Regions from separate parts of the Sus scrofa genome. Here all the other regions are linked to region 2. Evidence: chromatin contacts called from public HiChIP or PLAC-seq data. All regions are on one chromosome and are shown on one strand. Each heading gives the region's core, a stretch centred on a gene start, on an enhancer-like site or on the middle of the called end of the contact. The rest is flanking DNA. Distances are from core to core; before and after follow the strand shown. Region 1 overlaps TANC2 (protein TANC2). Region 2 overlaps TANC2 (protein TANC2). Region 3 overlaps TANC2 (protein TANC2).

Evidence for each region. HiChIP or PLAC-seq counts read pairs in DNA pulled down with a chosen protein or histone mark.
Region 1: a contact with region 2 is called in an H3K27ac HiChIP or PLAC-seq map of alveolar macrophages. The contact joins two enhancer-like sites. A contact is called at or near these places in 2 of 47 Hi-C or Micro-C datasets (embryonic fibroblasts and fetal heart ventricle) and 1 of 2 datasets of contacts at active chromatin or transcription factors (alveolar macrophages).
Region 3: an H3K27ac HiChIP or PLAC-seq map of alveolar macrophages shows a contact between it and region 2, with 2.2 times the contacts expected there. The contact joins two enhancer-like sites. A contact is called at or near these places in 2 of 47 Hi-C or Micro-C datasets (embryonic fibroblasts and epiblast stem cells) and 1 of 2 datasets of contacts at active chromatin or transcription factors (alveolar macrophages).

The regions. Positions count from the first base shown.
Region 1 is chr12:15,506,754-15,509,573 of Sscrofa11.1, forward strand. The region is part of intron 13 of TANC2 (protein TANC2); the gene reads right to left. Among named protein-coding and RNA genes, the nearest start is that of CYB561, 65 kb to the left of the region's middle. Within about 2 kb of position 1,513, at least 8 of the 83 cell types and tissues checked have an H3K27ac peak or open chromatin away from gene starts, as enhancers often do. A contact at or near this core is called in alveolar macrophages, where this site is marked.
Region 2 is chr12:15,805,108-15,807,932 of Sscrofa11.1, forward strand. All of the region lies in intron 1 of TANC2 (protein TANC2), which reads right to left. Among named protein-coding and RNA genes, the nearest start is that of TANC2, 7.3 kb to the right of the region's middle. Within about 2 kb of position 1,329, at least 6 of the 83 cell types and tissues checked have an H3K27ac peak or open chromatin away from gene starts, as enhancers often do. A contact at or near this core is called in alveolar macrophages, where this site is marked.
Region 3 is chr12:15,543,346-15,546,313 of Sscrofa11.1, forward strand. It overlaps TANC2 (protein TANC2), which reads right to left. Exons shown (of 27, transcript XM_021068126.1): 10 at 1,666-1,799. Among named protein-coding and RNA genes, the nearest start is that of CYB561, 100 kb to the left of the region's middle. Within about 2 kb of position 1,411, at least 1 of the 83 cell types and tissues checked has an H3K27ac peak or open chromatin away from gene starts, as enhancers often do. A contact at or near this core is called in alveolar macrophages, where this site is marked.

The DNA of each region.
Region 1 (2,820 bases), core at 263-2,762, 300 kb before region 2:
ACGCCAGAGCCACAGCAACACGGGATCCGAGCCGCACCTGCAACCTACACCACAGCTCACAGCAACGCTGGATCGTTAACCCACTGAGCAAGGGCAGGGACCGAACCCGCAACCTCATGGTTCCTAGTCGGATTCGTCAACCATTGTGCCACGACGGGAACTCCCTGAAGTCATTTTTGATCCCTCCACATGCACCTTCCCTTCACCAAAAAAGACCATGTGCTTCCGAATATCTCCAAATGTCTACCTTACTCTCTGCTCTCACATGACAGGTCTTCGTATCCTTCACCTAGACTATTGCTCTAAACCTCATCATTACTATCCCTACAGGCAGTCTCTCCACTTCTTCATCTTCCATAGACTGCTTGTGAGAGCTATTTTGGACATTATCAGAGTTATTAGCTCATTAGTTATCAGTCTCCTCCTCCTCACAAAATTAAAGGCAATTCCTGCTATCCACAGAACAAACCGTAAAGTCTTAAACACGGTATTCGAGGCCTTTTTTCCTAGGGACCCTTCCCATCACTCTCTCTGGTCATGTGTCTCCTTTTCTAATGAGAGTTTCTCACAATTCCCCCAGGGCACTTCTTGTCGTCATTCCTGCCTTTGCTCTTGCCATTACATTTTCTAGCCTGCCCACAGTGCTCTCCTGCTCCGACACTGCTTAATGGAGTCAACTCACCTCTCAAGGCTGAACCTGAATGTCACTTATTCTGCAAAGCATATTCTTTTTGTCTAGGTTCCCTTGGTACTTTGTGCTGTGGCACGGTCATTGGTTGTGTCGGATGTCTCTTTAGGAGGAAATGGCTTTAGGGCCAGGGGTGTATTATTCACCTAAGTTTCTCCAGTATGTGGCATAATCCTTGGTGTAGAGTAAAAGTTCAGTAAATGTTCCATGAATGAAGAAATACCAGGCAGATGGGTTCAAGGAAGAGCAACACAGGACTTCCAGATCCACAGGACTTCTAATGCGCTACCTGATTCAGTGCTGAATGTGCAGGCATCTCTGTTGTCACTGATCAACTGTGAAATGAGTGGGACGATGACTCAAATATTGGGAACAGATTGACAAGCCTGATATTTTCCACCTCTCATCTCAAAAATTCTGCCTGCAGTTAAACTTTGGTGGTTGCTGCCTTACACTCTGCTTGTTGCAAACGACACCCACATCTTTACAAAAATTCCTTCCTCCAGCTTCTGCTTATCAGTTAGTAACTGCTTTGGCATGTTCTTTTTGTGGCTTTCTCATGGAACCTGAATACAAAATACATTTCTAGTCAGCTTGTCTTCCTGTTTCATATTCAATGTGGAAATGAAAGAGCTGATGATAAGCAGGAGACTCTAAGTGTGCCCGAGATGTATTTTTGTAGAAATGGATGCAACAGCACAGTCTCTTTTTAAACACAGAACTTGGAGAGAAATTTGCTTTCTCCCACTCTGCCTCACAGTTTCCTACTGTCCTCCTGTTGTGTTAATGCATCACGGGCCCTAGGAGAATGGACACTTCTCTGCCAATGAAGTCTCTAGGCATCTGGCAGGGCTTCATGAGGCAGAAGAGCTATGACTCTATTGAACTGTCACAGTTTGAAACAACAACAATAGGCAAAGGAAGATTTGTCACTTCCTCCTCCGAGTTCCTCAGTTCTTTGTTGGTATCTCCAGCACAGCCCTCTGCCTTAGATGATAGCTAGTTATAAATGTGCCTGTTAAATCCACTAACCTGTAAGTCCTGCAGACAGACCCATCCCCTGCAGTGTTTAACACAGAGCTTCGAACATATTACTTAATACATGTTCACCGAATGTGTGCATAAATGCATGTCTTCACTTGATCCTGATGCGTGGTAACCAAAGAAGCAGAAGATACTCTCTACTGAACTGTGAGAAGAGTTTCTCAAATACTTTCAGTTTTAAGCTTAAAAATTAATGCCGCTGACCATTTCTTTGTTCACTCACTGCTTGCTTATTTTTTTGTACTGAGTGTTTGCTGTGTGCCATGCACTTCATTAATGATGAGGAAGACCATGATGAGTGTGACAGGAAGGCTCCTGTCCTCACTGAATTCACTCACATTCTAGAGGGTAACGTGGACAACACATAAGTATTCACAGACAACAAATTAATACAAGACTGTGAGAAGTGTCAGAGAGTAAGCAGGATAACAAAACCCGGAAGGACTTCCTTAGATTAGCTGACAAGTGGAACAAGGAGGTGGCCGTTAAGTAGAGATCTGAAGGAGAGAGATCCTCCCAAGTGATGACAGAGGGAAAGTGAGCTCCAGATGGAGGCAACTGTTAACGTGCAAAGGGCCAGGGGTGGAAAAGAGCTCAGCGAGTTCTAGGAACTTGCAGATAACCAATTATGACTAGAAAATGGTGAATAAGTAGGCAGAGCTAGCTTATAACAAAGGGCTTTGAAGAATCCAGCTTCAATTTTATTCTAGTCACAAGAAGCCACTGAAGGATTCTCAGGAGAGGTTGCATGGTCTGATTTGTGTTTTTCAGAAATTGCTTGGGCTGCTGATGGAGAATGGACTGAAGAGGAGGACCAATGAAGACACTAGAGTAGCCCACATGAGAGCCCAGGGTGTGGTCTGCGGTGATGTAAATAAGCGGATACTTACAAGTAAAATGTGGATGGTATAACCAACTGGATACACGGATGGCTACAGTGAATACATGTCTCACAGCTGCAGGTTCTTACGGTTGAGCAAGGAAAGGGTATTAGTGTTGATTTTACCAAACATGGAGATTGCTGCTTTTGGAAAGTCTAGAGACAGCTGAGAAGGTTGCTCTACTCACAAAAAAGAAAATGTGCTGTC
Region 2 (2,825 bases), core at 79-2,578:
ATCTTCAGGATTAAACTAGTTTTTGTTTTACAACTAGCACAAACTTATTAATTTATGGATATTACAACCAAGGATAAAATTAAGATAAAGTGAGCTAAGTGCATTTAAAGAAAAATATTCAATGAATAATTACTCGCACATTATGTACACAAATTAGCAGAAACAGGCAAAATGTTACAGAAATAATTGAACCTTGGGGGAAAAAATGAGAGTTTGAATACTTAGAGGGGCACTTTTTCTAGTATATTATTTTACACTGTAAATAGGCAAGTACTTTTTATTAAGCAGATCACAAAAGAAAACCAACCACCCTGACTATCACATACAAATTTTTTTAAAAGACAATTTAAAAAGCAAACAATACGGCACATAGTGGCGGGGAGGGGGGGCACAGATAAAGTTATCACATAAAGTTTGAGTTATTTACAAAAATATGAAATGCTTGTAAAAGTAGAAAATATTTATATGATCAAATTGAAAAAACTGTCAAAGGGCTCAAGGTCTCAACAAGTGCTGTGGTTTTCCATCTTAGGGAAGAGATTAAAATTAATTTTTCACCAGTTTGTGGTGCAAAGGCAACTAGTACAAAAAGAAATGCATACTAGGAGTCTGCCCAAGAGCATCCTGCTTCTAAGAGTTTTTATTTTTAAGTTTACAGTTATTCAAGAACTTTCAGCTCTCTTCATATCCTCCATAAAAGAAATTATCAAGACACAAATAAAACTAATGAGTAGCCAAATTAACACGGATTTTTCAAAAAACCTTGCTAGGTTGACAAAGAGAGCAAGAGGGGTTCCAACTGTGGCACAACAGGATCAGCAGCATTTCTGGAGCGCTGGGACATAGATTGATCCCCAGCCCAGCACAAGTGGGTTAAGGATCCAGGCGAAGGTTGACACTGTGGCTCAATCTGATCCCTGGGTCAGGTAACTGCATATGCCTCAGGGCAGCCAAAAAAAGATGAAGACAAAATAACAAGAAAAAGCTGGACTGATAATGCTAGTAAAATATTGTGGAAAGGATCACATCAAAAAACAGGTCACTTCCCAAAACCTAATAAAAATTATCATTTATTAAGTACCAGACATCGTCCTAAGGATTTTTCACTGAAATTATTTCATCATCATCAAAACCCTGCAAGAGAGTTTTTAGCACGTTATACAATAGCTACCGAGTGATAATTTGACCTTGTTTTCATGATTCAAAAACTCACAAATTCAATGAAAAAACAAAACTCACAAACTCATGTTCTCCTATACAGTCTCATGACTCTAAAATTTCAAAAGCTTCTTACAACAAAGCAACAGTGTTGTCATCCTACAATACAGCAATGTCTGAATAACAACTTCCAAAGGAAGTTGCTCTTCCTCTTTAAATCCCTAAAAAAGGAAGAGCTAAGATTCTGTGAGGCTGAAGCAAAATTTGAGTATGTAGTAACTCTTCATTCCACATGTGTACTAAAGCTAATTACCTTCATTCACCCTAACACAATCCTCAGGAGCTCTACAGGATTCCATGGAATTTGAACAGAAACAGAATTCTAGAGTACCCATACCCATCAAGCGACTTAGCTTTGCCTTATCAAATTTCAGCAGTCAGAGCTAGAAATTGTGGGACCCCTTAACACAAAATTAGGAACAAAGGGCTAAGAAGAAACTTCCTTCACTTAAGCAGAGGGAATTTACTGAGATCTGAGGCAGTGTCTCCTGCCTAAATGATTAAATCACAGTTTATACATACCCACTCCCATTTCCAAATTTATTAGCTAATCTACTTACAGATGTCCCCACAGGTGGGGCAAGGGAGTTTCCCTGCCAAGAAAAAACTGGTGCCTATTTCTTTGTTGTCAATCTCTAATCAGATATGTCATCTGACATAACTATGTATGATAATGGTATTACAGACAAGGAAATAAGCATGGCTACCTGGACCAAAGATAAGTGTTTGGAATCACAAAAGTTTTCCATTGCTTATATACTTTCTTTGTGAATTTTAGGTCTGCAGTACTTGCTGACATTTATAAAAAGACATCTACAAGTCACTGTTTTCACGATACTCTTACCATTTAAAGAGTAAAATTTATCAACAATGGTCAGTGAAACTTTAGGAAAGTAATAAACTTTAAAACATTTTTTTCAACTATATTTTTCCCAAAGGTAGAATGAATATCTACAACACAAAACTGTTTGGGTTTTGTTTTGGTTTTTTTGTCTTGAACTGCCCCTGCGGCATACAGAAGTTCCTGGGCCAGGGATCAAACCTGCATCACAGAAGCAACCCAAGCCGCTGCAGTGACGCCACCAGATCCTCAGTCTGCTGTGCCACAAGGAACTCCCAAGACACAGAATTCTGAATTACAAATTTAGCTTTTATTTAAGGAAGAAGATGAAATGCCTATCCTCACCTGAAAGACTGGAGGAGTAAAGGTGGCATTATCAGGAAGTCAATAAACATATAATACATTGTAGGTAGTCAATAAATATTTAAGGGAATGATTTAATGTATTAATATACTGCATAGAAATCCCCCAACTTTCCCAACATAACAAATCTAACTCATATACCTTGAACATGATGTGTCTATATAATAAACTAATACACAAAAATCAAGGGTTTTTTCATATAACAATGACTCCTTTTAATACAAAATACATATATGAGAGACTCAGACCAGAGCAAATAAAGAAAAATGTTCTCTTACATGCTCTGCTCCAAACCTCTCCACTTGGGATACCTCTGCTGAGAAAAAAAATAGTAGAATCGAATAATACATTTTGTCAGAAACTTCTTCAGAGTTAGACATAACATGGGTGTCAGAAGGCAGCA
Region 3 (2,968 bases), core at 161-2,660, 260 kb before region 2:
TAAGGGTTCAGCGTTGCCATGAGCTGTGTTGTAGGTCACAGACATGGCTTGGATCCCGTGTTGCTCTGGTGTAGGCTGGTGGCTACAGCTCCAATTAGACCCCTAGCCTGGGAACCTCCATATGCCACGAGTGCAGCCCTAGAAAAGGCAAAAAGACCGAAAAAAAAAAAAAAAAAAAAAACCCAGCAAACTCCAGCTCAACAGATATCAATGTAACTCAACAGAATAAGAAAAAAAATTTACACAAGAACAATGGTGATAAAAAGAAGATTCCAAAAACTTCTGAAGAGAGAAAAAAAGTGTGTGTATATATATATATATATATATATATATATATATATACACACACACACACACATATATATATATACACACATATATATATATACACACACACACACACATATATATATATACACACACACACATATATATATATAAGAGTTAGGAATAAGAATAGTACTGTATTATTTAACAGCAACATTGGAAGTTCAAGATGGATGTCTTCAAAATTCTGAGGGAAAATAACTTTTAACTTTGAACTATATTATGTCAAACAAACAGTAATGTGTAAGAATGGAATAAAGATGCTTTTAGGAACATTAAGTCTCAAAAAACTTACCTCCGATGCAAGCCACTAGAAAATGTGCTCCATCAAAATAAGGAATCAAGAAAGAAGATGACATGGGATCAAAAAGTAACAGGAATTTCCAGGATTAACAACGAGGTGTTAAGCCTTGAGAGCATTCTAGGTCCAGGTAAAGCTCAATGAAGCTCTAGGATAAATGTCTCCTGGCCCAGGAGGATGTAACTGATGAGGAAAACTGTACTGAGAGGCACTGTACAAAGCATTAGAGTTTTGAAGGAATAAAAGCAAATTTTAAAATGAGGCGCTTCATTACTCAGGAAAAGCAAAATTGCTCAAAAAGAAAATGTTATCCTTGGTTCCACAGTGAACCATATTTGTGCAATACAAATACTGCAAATACTATACCACAGATTCATACAAAAATTATGATGTAACTGTACTGTGATGGTAGTGGGAGGAAGGAAGGTGAAAGAGTTAAAATTCTCATCCACCGTAATAAATAACAAACATATATGAAACAGATTAAAATTTAGAGCAGTACATGAATATTATTTAGAAACAAGGAGGTAAAGAACAGAGAAACATCTCTCAATGTAGAAGGTGACTGCCTTGGGGAGAGGGTAGGTTGACGAGGGGAAGAGAATGTCTGGTTTTTATTGTTAAGTCTGAACATCATGTGATTTCCTAAACCATGTGTAGAAGCTCCTTTGATGAAAACAGAACTGTAAAACCCAGCTCCATGAACATTCATGGATAGTGTAGTGTAACAGGAAGAGTTTCAAGTGAGGAATGAAAATAAAAAAACCACTGATTACTTACCTACTATGATCTTGGGTAAATCACAGAGTTTGCATTTTAACTTCCTTATCTATCATGGGACTCTGGTTATTTCAAAGGCCCTGATTCCGTAACAGTAAAGTATTTTTCTAGGAACAGCAAGGAAAGAAACCCTTTCTCCACGTTCTCACGGTGTACCTGTATGTTCTTTTGTTCATGTGGCCAGGGGTCTCCCTACCTGTGCCCCCTTGATGATAAAAAGGAACCAGCATGCCTGCAAGCGCGCGATCCTAGTGTACCTGCGAGGCGAGTCTCCGCATGGCCTCCTCCTGTCGCCGGCGCATTTCTGGAGTTCCTGGGCAGCTTCCACTGGTGATGGAGGAGTGGGCTGACGGTGGCTGTGTGAGTGGCAGCTCTCTGTTGGCATCCACATCTGGATTAAAAAGATGAGATGTTTGCATCAGATAATCATAAAACTCCGAACTAAAGTAAGATGGGTTAAATTTCATTTCTTCTTTGATCCAGCAATTCTACTCCTAGGTATGTACCCAAGAGAATTAAAAACATATGCCCATGTAAAAACTTGTACACAAATGTTCAAAGAATCCAGGGTCATAATTGCCCCAAAGTGGAAACAACTCAAATGTCCATCCACTGATGCATGGATAAAATACGGTATAGCCACACGATGGAACATGACCCGACATTAAAAAGATATGAGATACTGATATATGCTACAACACGGACAACTCTTGAAATATTACACTCACTCAGAGAAACGGTCTTACAAAAGACCATACAGGATATGAGTCTATTTAGGTGAAATGCCCCGAAGAGGGAAACCCATAGGAACAAAAAGCAAATTAGTGGTTACCGAGGGGTGGAGTTAGGGACCTAGGGGGGAAATGGAGATTAATTGCCAGTGGGCATGGGATTTCTTCTAGGGGGAATGAAAATGTTCTAAGATTATAGTGACTGCTGCACCCCTCAGTGAATATACTAAAAAGCACTGAATTGAATGATTTAAATGGGTGAATTACACGGTATGTGAATTGCAGCTTAATAAAGGTGTTTTTAAAAATTCTACTTGTTTATGTTATTCAGATAATAACTACTGCTAGAAATTATAGACCACGACTATGAATACAGATATTTTAAAAACAGGCATGAAATAAGTAGACTGTTATTTGATGGTCAATGGCTATGGAAGAGGAGGAGGAAGAGGGGAAACTGCTCTCATTTAACTCCCTACTGGTAGGACTGAATTGAGACTTCTTCCACCCAACTGGCATAATAAATTTCCTGGACACTGGACAGAGTTATGAATAAATTGTAGGAGGGTGGGTGTGGGGAATGGTTGTGAAAAAAGACAGAAGAAATGTGTGCAGTTAAGTGACTGTCACCTTATCCTGCCTGCGGCTTACTCCCTCTCCCCAGCCCATTCTCCTCCATCTGGTATTTTATTTTGTGGATAAATATTGTCTGAGTACCTTCTACCTTCCAGCTCGTCCCTTTTTGTTTTGTTTTGTTTTTGTCTTTTTAGGGCCGCACCTGTGGCACATGGAAGCCCAGGCTAGGGGTCGAACCGGCCTATGTCACAGC